Linked DNA regions of Mus musculus: region 2 is linked to region 1. A link is a contact called in public HiChIP or PLAC-seq data. All regions are on one chromosome and are shown on one strand. Each heading gives the region's core, a stretch centred on a gene start, on an enhancer-like site or on the middle of the called end of the contact. The rest is flanking DNA. Distances are from core to core; before and after follow the strand shown. Region 1 holds the start of Blnk (B cell linker). Region 2 overlaps Dntt (deoxynucleotidyltransferase, terminal).

Region 1 (3,206 bases), core at 331-2,830:
AAGCAGAAGTGGAACCCTCGACCCTCTCTCTTTCTCTGGGGAAATAAGAAGTTGCCAGACCAGGTGCTCGACAGAGTTGGTGGAGAGGAAAGTCCGCAGGTCAATTGGAAGCATTTTACAACCATCCAGAAGGAACAAAAGGCTATTATCACCCCCCTGGCCAGACTCTCCTGACCCTTGATGACATCATATATGGTTTTTATGTTCCTTTCTGCTAAGAGCTGTGGGAAGGGCGGGGCAGGGAACTAGATCTCCTTCAGGATACATTGCAAGAAAACCGTGCAGGCAGATTAGAGAAAGGCAACAGTTACGGGAAGCAAGTGTCTGCATTTCTCTCCTGATGCCCTACTCTTCTGCAAAGGGACCTCACCCTTCAACCACTCTGAGGCATCAGCTCTCGGACATCCTGAAGAATGGCAAATTCAGATATAGTGCATGAACGTGAACAGTCAAGGAACCAGGAGGACCGAAGAGCTCCTCTTTGAACAAAGAACCTGGGGGTGGGGGTGGGCAGGGGCGGGAAGAAATCCGGGTTTGCTCTCTGTCTCTTCTCCTCCCTTCTCTGGCCTGGTCCTCCTTCCCACTCTCTCCTCAGCCAGGCCCTTGAAGCTATAACAGGAGAGATAACTGAAATCCCTCCACTCTGTCTCCCTCCAACCCCCCGTGCATTCTTTAGACCCAGGTCGATGGTCCTTTGATAATGTTCAGAACGTAATCTCCTTTCACAAAGGTGACTAGGATGTGCCAGGTGAGTGGGGGTGGGGGTGTTCAGGTCCAAGGGGAAGAAAGAACACGCCCTCTCATTTTTTTGTTTTTTGTGTTTTGTTGTCTCGAGGAGTATAGCAGAACTGTCTAGATGGGGTCAGAGGCAGGTGTGGGATTTCACTGTGCTTGGGATACCCCTACACCTGACATGTCGCACTGGGTGTGATGAGAGGGGAAGACATGGAGGGGAGTTAGGAGGCATCCGCCTGATGTCATGTGTTGGGAAATCACTAGGCTTGTCCTCAGCTGACTTTTGAGTGTATCCTGTCTTTATTTGAAAATGGCAAGCTTTCAGCAAGGCAACTCCTGACTCCACACAGCATACGATAGGGTCGCCTTTCCCCACCCCTAAGTGACCTTGACCTTGCACAAAGAATTACCTATCACATTTTAAATGACCACTGCTGTGACCTCGGTGACAAGAACTGTCCATTTCATGTCTTAGTTCTTAAGAAGAAGAGGCTAACCCATGGCTTAATGCAAATGAGCAGAAAGCCCCCAAAGAGCCATCCAGATATAATTGATTATTCAGCTTTTCCTTGTACCTAAGAAGTGGCAGGGTGACTCTGGCCATCTGCTAAAAACAGGGACTACCTAAGGTTTGGGACAAACAGGAAGTAGTGCTCAGTCAGAAACTTATCCAACCTGGCAACACACCTGATCATAAAAGAGCTACTGGAAGGGATTTGCATGCCCAATAAGGTTTCACTACCGAAGTTTACACAACGCACAGTAATCAGCCAGGCTGGCTGACTCCCTGGATCACATGACCTCGTAGAAACATGAAACTTGGCGATGCGCTCCAGCGAGTTTTACTTCCCCTGTGCAGGGGTGTTTGCCAGCAGCCTGTGGGTTGCTCGCAGAAGTCAGTTCCAGTGGCTTGAGTTCTTGAGGCCAGAGCCTTACCATGCTGCTCCCCAGGAAGTCCAGGAGCTGCTGACACCCCCCTGGACAGCGACACATCCTCTCTCAAGAAAATGGACAAGCTGAATAAGATAACTGTCCCTGCCAGCCAGAAGCTGAGGTAAGAGATTCCCTTCGGAGCCTTATTCCTCTTCTTTGCCCTCTAGGGCTCCTCCAGCGCTCAGAGGCACCAAAACCTTGGGATACTTGACCAGTGCCAATCGGTTAGCAATGGCTATAGGGAAGTAGATCAGCTTTTTAAAGAAACGTGTAGGAGGAGTGAAGGAACCTGCTTTGGCTGGTTTTTGCCAGGGATGGGACAAAGAGTGAAGCTCTGGGAAGGCAAGAAGATAGAAAATTTGATGGCCCACATGCTAGCAACAGCCAGCTTTCTGAGTCTGAGGAGGGGCTCATCCATGGTGTGAAGAGCGTTTGTAGTCACTGTCGCTTACTGACTCTTGTTTGTTTTGTGGGTGTTCACCCTAAGTTTATTGGGGGAACTACGCGTCTCTCCAGTACCCTCATGACTATCTATTTTAGAATGTCAGATGGCTCACTGGATAAAGTGCTGAATGTGCAGGTCTGATGATCTAAGTTCCATGCCCACAACCCAGATAAAAAACGGAAAGAGAAGCAACTCCACAAAGCTGTCCTTGGACTCCACAGTCACTGCCAGCCTGGCACATGCATGCCCTGACACATCATGCCCACACACATTTCACACACACATACACACACACATACTGATAATAACAATAACCATTTTAAAAAACAGCTTTGGCAATTTAAAGAAATATATACTAAGAAAGAATAAGCCAGCAGTGGCCTAAGGCATACATACGTCAAGAGACCATGCAAAGATGACTTCCCAGTTTTTGAGTTTGAAGAGCATTGTCTTCTGAAGTGGGGCTGATGACTCTCAGAGGCTGGAACTTTCAAACGTTTAAGGGTGTGTTATATTCCATGTGCAGGCTAGAACTTTGGACTTTCATGAGGTCATACTTAAGGGATGGAGCACTGGAGAGTCTGAGACAAATGACAAGAAAAGACATGGAGTTGATAGAAGGACAGTCTTTCACGGTGGCACATGGGTCTTCTCACTCTGAGGGGTTTGGTAAGAGGCAGACTGAGAGGTACTAAGGGGTCCAGACCAGCGGGCAGCATCAGCTGGTCAGCCATTTTATAGAGGATACCCAGGAGAGCCACAGAGCCTTTAACATGGAAGTTAGAAGGTCCCACAGGCACCCTCCATCTTCTGCTGTGCATCTCACGGAAGGGAAGGGTAGAGCAGACATCGTAGAAATAATAAGGGGGCCACGAAGTGGAGAAGAGGATTGGAGTAGCAGAGACATCTTCATGAAGATGATGCTTCAAGAATTAAGCCTCTGAGAGGCAGCTGAGAAAACAGATGGAGAGCTGAGGGAAACAGGTTACATGCTGAGGGGGCTGTAACCTCACACGTACAGGCTGATGCGAGTGCAGTCTCAAATGTGGGCTGGTGAGAAAAGTCCTGCCTAGCAGAGGCCACAGAGTGGAAC
Region 2 (3,393 bases), core at 149-2,648, 59 kb before region 1:
GAAACCTGGAAAGTTCCCAGGTCCAGAACTTTGTCTTTCCCCCTGGGATTAGGCAAAACATTGGGACAGTCGCACCCTCTAGCAGTAAGAATTCATTTCCTCTCTGCTGGAAAGTTTCTGGGACTGCCTCCCAGAAGCCCTTTACAGAAGCAGCTGTAGGTGGAACCAGCTTTGTGTAACAATTGCTGAGGAAGCAGATTTGCTTAGCGCTGGTCTGGGAAGTTGTGGGTCCTGCTTAGCTCACCCCAGCTCTTGACTGGCAGTGTCTTCCCACAGCTAACACTGGTTCCCAGCAACTGGAGAGGCTGGAGGTGTAATGGGGGTTGGTTATATGCAGTCAATGATGGGCTACTCCCGGTTCCCTGCCCTGCGTGGTTTGGGAGTGAGAAACATTCCTGAACTCCTCGGCCAAGGCCAAGAGTGTTTCTGTGGTGCAGAGAGAAATTCAGTTCACCTGCCAAATACCTGCAGAGTGCCAGTTCCTCCAGAGCAGAATCTAGCTGGGCAACAAATGGTTTATAATAACAAGAAATAAGAAAACTATGGGCCCATAGGAAGCCAGTGCTGCATCCAGACTGAGCAGGGCTTCCATGGTGAGCATCACTGAACGAGGGCTCGAAGGAGGTGATTAAAAACCAAAATGGCTGCAGAATGGCCAAGAGAGTTGTGCTGTGTGGGATAGCTTTGTGTCAACTTGACACATGCTTGAGTTATCTGAAAGGGGACAACTTAAATTGAGAAAATGCCTTGGTAAGATCCATCTGTAGGATCTTTTCTTAATTAGTGATTAATGAGAGAAGGCCCAGTCTATTGTGGATGGTACCTTCTTTGGGCTGGTGGTTCTATGAGAAAGCAGGCTGAGTAAGCCAAGGAGAGCAAGCCAGTAAGCCGCACTCCTCCATGGCCTCTGCATCAGCTTGTGCCTCCAGGTCCTTGCCCTACCTGAGTTCCTGTCCTGACTTCCTTTGATGATGAACAGTGATAAAGAAATGTCAGTAAAATAAACCCTTACGTCTCCAAGTTTCTTTGATCGTGGTATTTTGCCACAGCTATCATAACTCTAACTAAGGAATCCAGTCTTTTCCTGAGCCCCAGAGGCTACAGGGCAACAGACGCTTAACAGGAGCCTGGCATGACATCTAAGAGGAGTGGATGGACTGCTGTCCCAGCGAGTCCTCCACAGAGCCCTGTGAGGTTAGCGAGGTTAGCCATTGTTAGAGAGAAGGCTGGAGGAGTGTTATTTACGTGAAAGCAGCGCAACCCGGGACAGAGCAGCTTCAGCCTCTTGAATCCCGAAGTTTCTTTTTTAAACCCTCACTAGTTTCTTAGAGCAGCATTGGAGTCGACTACCCTGCAGCTGTGCACTGCTGCCCCCAGAGGGCGCCACTCCCGTCTATCTTATAGGCTTTAGGAAGGTGTCCAAGATCACCGAAAGAGGCAGGGTTGGGTCCTTCTGTAGGTCTAGGACCCAAATCCATCTGAGTTACTCACCACCCTGCCACTTCCTGGGTTTCAGTAGCTCTCACCTGAGATACCTCTCAGTCACCTAGGGGGTTTTACAAACATCCGTGTCAGAGCTTAACTGCCTAGAGCCTCTGATGTAGTGGTAGGTATACAGTGAAGAATTTATAAATCTAACCTGTCCCCAGGTAAGGCCACTGCTGCTGGCTTGGTGAACCATACATTGGGAATCTAAATGAATCTAACTCGTGTGAACATGTGCCCATACCATGCCCCAGTTTAGAGGCTTGGGGGCATGGTCCCTTAGTTCTCTCAGCCTTCTGCCCCACAACGGAAGCTTTCTTCCCCTGAGCCAGGAAAGCTAGTAGCAGACAGCTCTTACTCTGGAGCCGGTCCATCCAAGCAGGGCGAAGGCCCGGCGATCATAGGGGCACATGACCAGATCTACACGGATGGCCTTCCAGCCCTTTCCTTCCTGCTGGCCGCTCTTCTCGCTGTGCACTCTCCCGTGGTCCAGCTTCAGAATCAGGAAGCATTTCTGGAAATGGTCGAGAGCATCCACCTTCCTGCTGGGCTGCTTGAACTTTTCAAAGGTTGACTCTAAGATGTCGCAGTACAAAAGCAACCCCTGAAAAGCAATGGGAGGGTTTAGAAAGGGTCCTAGGGGGCTGGGGGTGGGGCACCCATGTGATATTACAGTGCTCTCAAGAGAGCCTCTTCAGAGCTGAACAAATGGGGATGCATTTTTTGTTCTTCCTCATCCAGCATCTGGGAGAGGAGGTAATACATGATTCTCTCCACAGAAAGGCTGAGCTCAAAGTCCCCAATAAGAAAACCTCAGAGCCTCCATCTCTCCTTGTTTGCTTCTGAGGGACAACTTTGCTCCTTGAAAAGCAAAGCCACGGTGAACAGAAATTCACACTGTTCCCTGCATGTCGGTTGTCTGGACTGGGTCAAAAGGTTGTGTCTGAAATTCCAGACCCAGTGTGGGGCATGGTGACCTGTTACATCTGTTGTTGTGTTGTTTTTGCAATGCTCAGGGTTGAACCTGCTAGCTATGCACTCTACCACTGAGTACACCCCAGCCCTGAAAGAACTCTCTCTCCATCTCGGAGGCAGTGAAAGAAGGCCCACGAAGCCTGCTTTATCTCAAGTTTCTATCCAGAAAGTTAATAAGTAATTCAAGGGAATGTTAGGCAAGCACCAGCCCCTAGGGGTTCCTGTGCTGCACACGGGGTGGGGGTGGGGGGTAGCACTTGGCTGGTGACAGATGGGACATTCTTGGGTGAATTGATCCTGAACTTGGCGAGGCTTTGACTGGGGCGTTCCATCTGATTCTGGGTGCTGTCTGTAGTGGAGCCTGGTACCACCTCAGACGTGGTCCTAGCTTTCCAGGCCAGCTTTCTGTTGGGTTTCCCCTACTGTTTGCAGTTTCCTTTCCTGTCCCCACGTCCCTCAGTGTGATTTATCTCCTCTGGAACTGCTCTGAGGTTGGGCTCAGGCTCGGCCATGGCTGCCCAGGGTTGTCTTCCTATTAGAAGATCAGTGGCTAGGCTAGGAAGGAGCTCTCCCTGCCATTCCTTCTCTCTGCTCCCAGGGTATGGGGGTCGGAGGGATCAGGGTGGGGTTAGGGCAGTTCAGCTTTGCTTCTTACAAGAAAGAGGATCTACCTCTTCCAACTTAGTGGACCAATTAACCATAGGCTACCCCAAGCAATGGTGTAAGAGCAGGAAGTGTTGTCAGGACTCTATGAGGAGTCCTCCAGCCAGGATTCTTGACCTTTGTTTTCAGTTCCTTCCCATCTTCTCCTCAGAGGAACCAATCTAGTATTCAAACTCAAGTGGGGGAAGTCATCTCTCAGTCATCCCTCAGAGAGTCCTCAGTCATTCCTCAGTGATCCTATAGTTATTCCTCAGTGATCCCTCATTAATC

Evidence for each region. HiChIP or PLAC-seq counts read pairs in DNA pulled down with a chosen protein or histone mark.
Region 2: a contact with region 1 is called in an H3K4me3 HiChIP or PLAC-seq map of bone marrow-derived macrophages, with 2.5 times the contacts expected there. The contact joins the enhancer-like site here to the promoter of Blnk in region 1. A contact is called at or near these places in 5 of 39 promoter capture datasets (the C10 cell line, the HPC-7 cell line, embryonic stem cells and 2 more), 1 of 15 datasets of contacts at CTCF or cohesin (thymocytes), 1 of 115 datasets of contacts at active chromatin or transcription factors (bone marrow-derived macrophages) and 3 of 9 other capture datasets (adipose tissue, liver and pancreatic islet).

Annotation. Positions count from the first base shown.
Region 1 is chr19:40,992,595-40,995,800 of GRCm38.p6, reverse strand. It overlaps Blnk (B cell linker), which reads left to right and starts at 1,580. Exons shown (of 17, transcript NM_008528.5): 1 at 1,580-1,789. The coding sequence starts at 1,743.
Region 2 is chr19:41,051,691-41,055,083 of GRCm38.p6, reverse strand. It overlaps Dntt (deoxynucleotidyltransferase, terminal), which reads right to left. Exons shown (of 11, transcript NM_001043228.1): 9 at 1,844-2,089. Among named protein-coding and RNA genes, the nearest start is that of Opalin, 24 kb to the left of the region's middle. Within about 2 kb of position 1,398, at least 12 of the 459 cell types and tissues checked have an H3K27ac peak or open chromatin away from gene starts, as enhancers often do. A contact at or near this core is called in bone marrow-derived macrophages and liver, where this site is marked.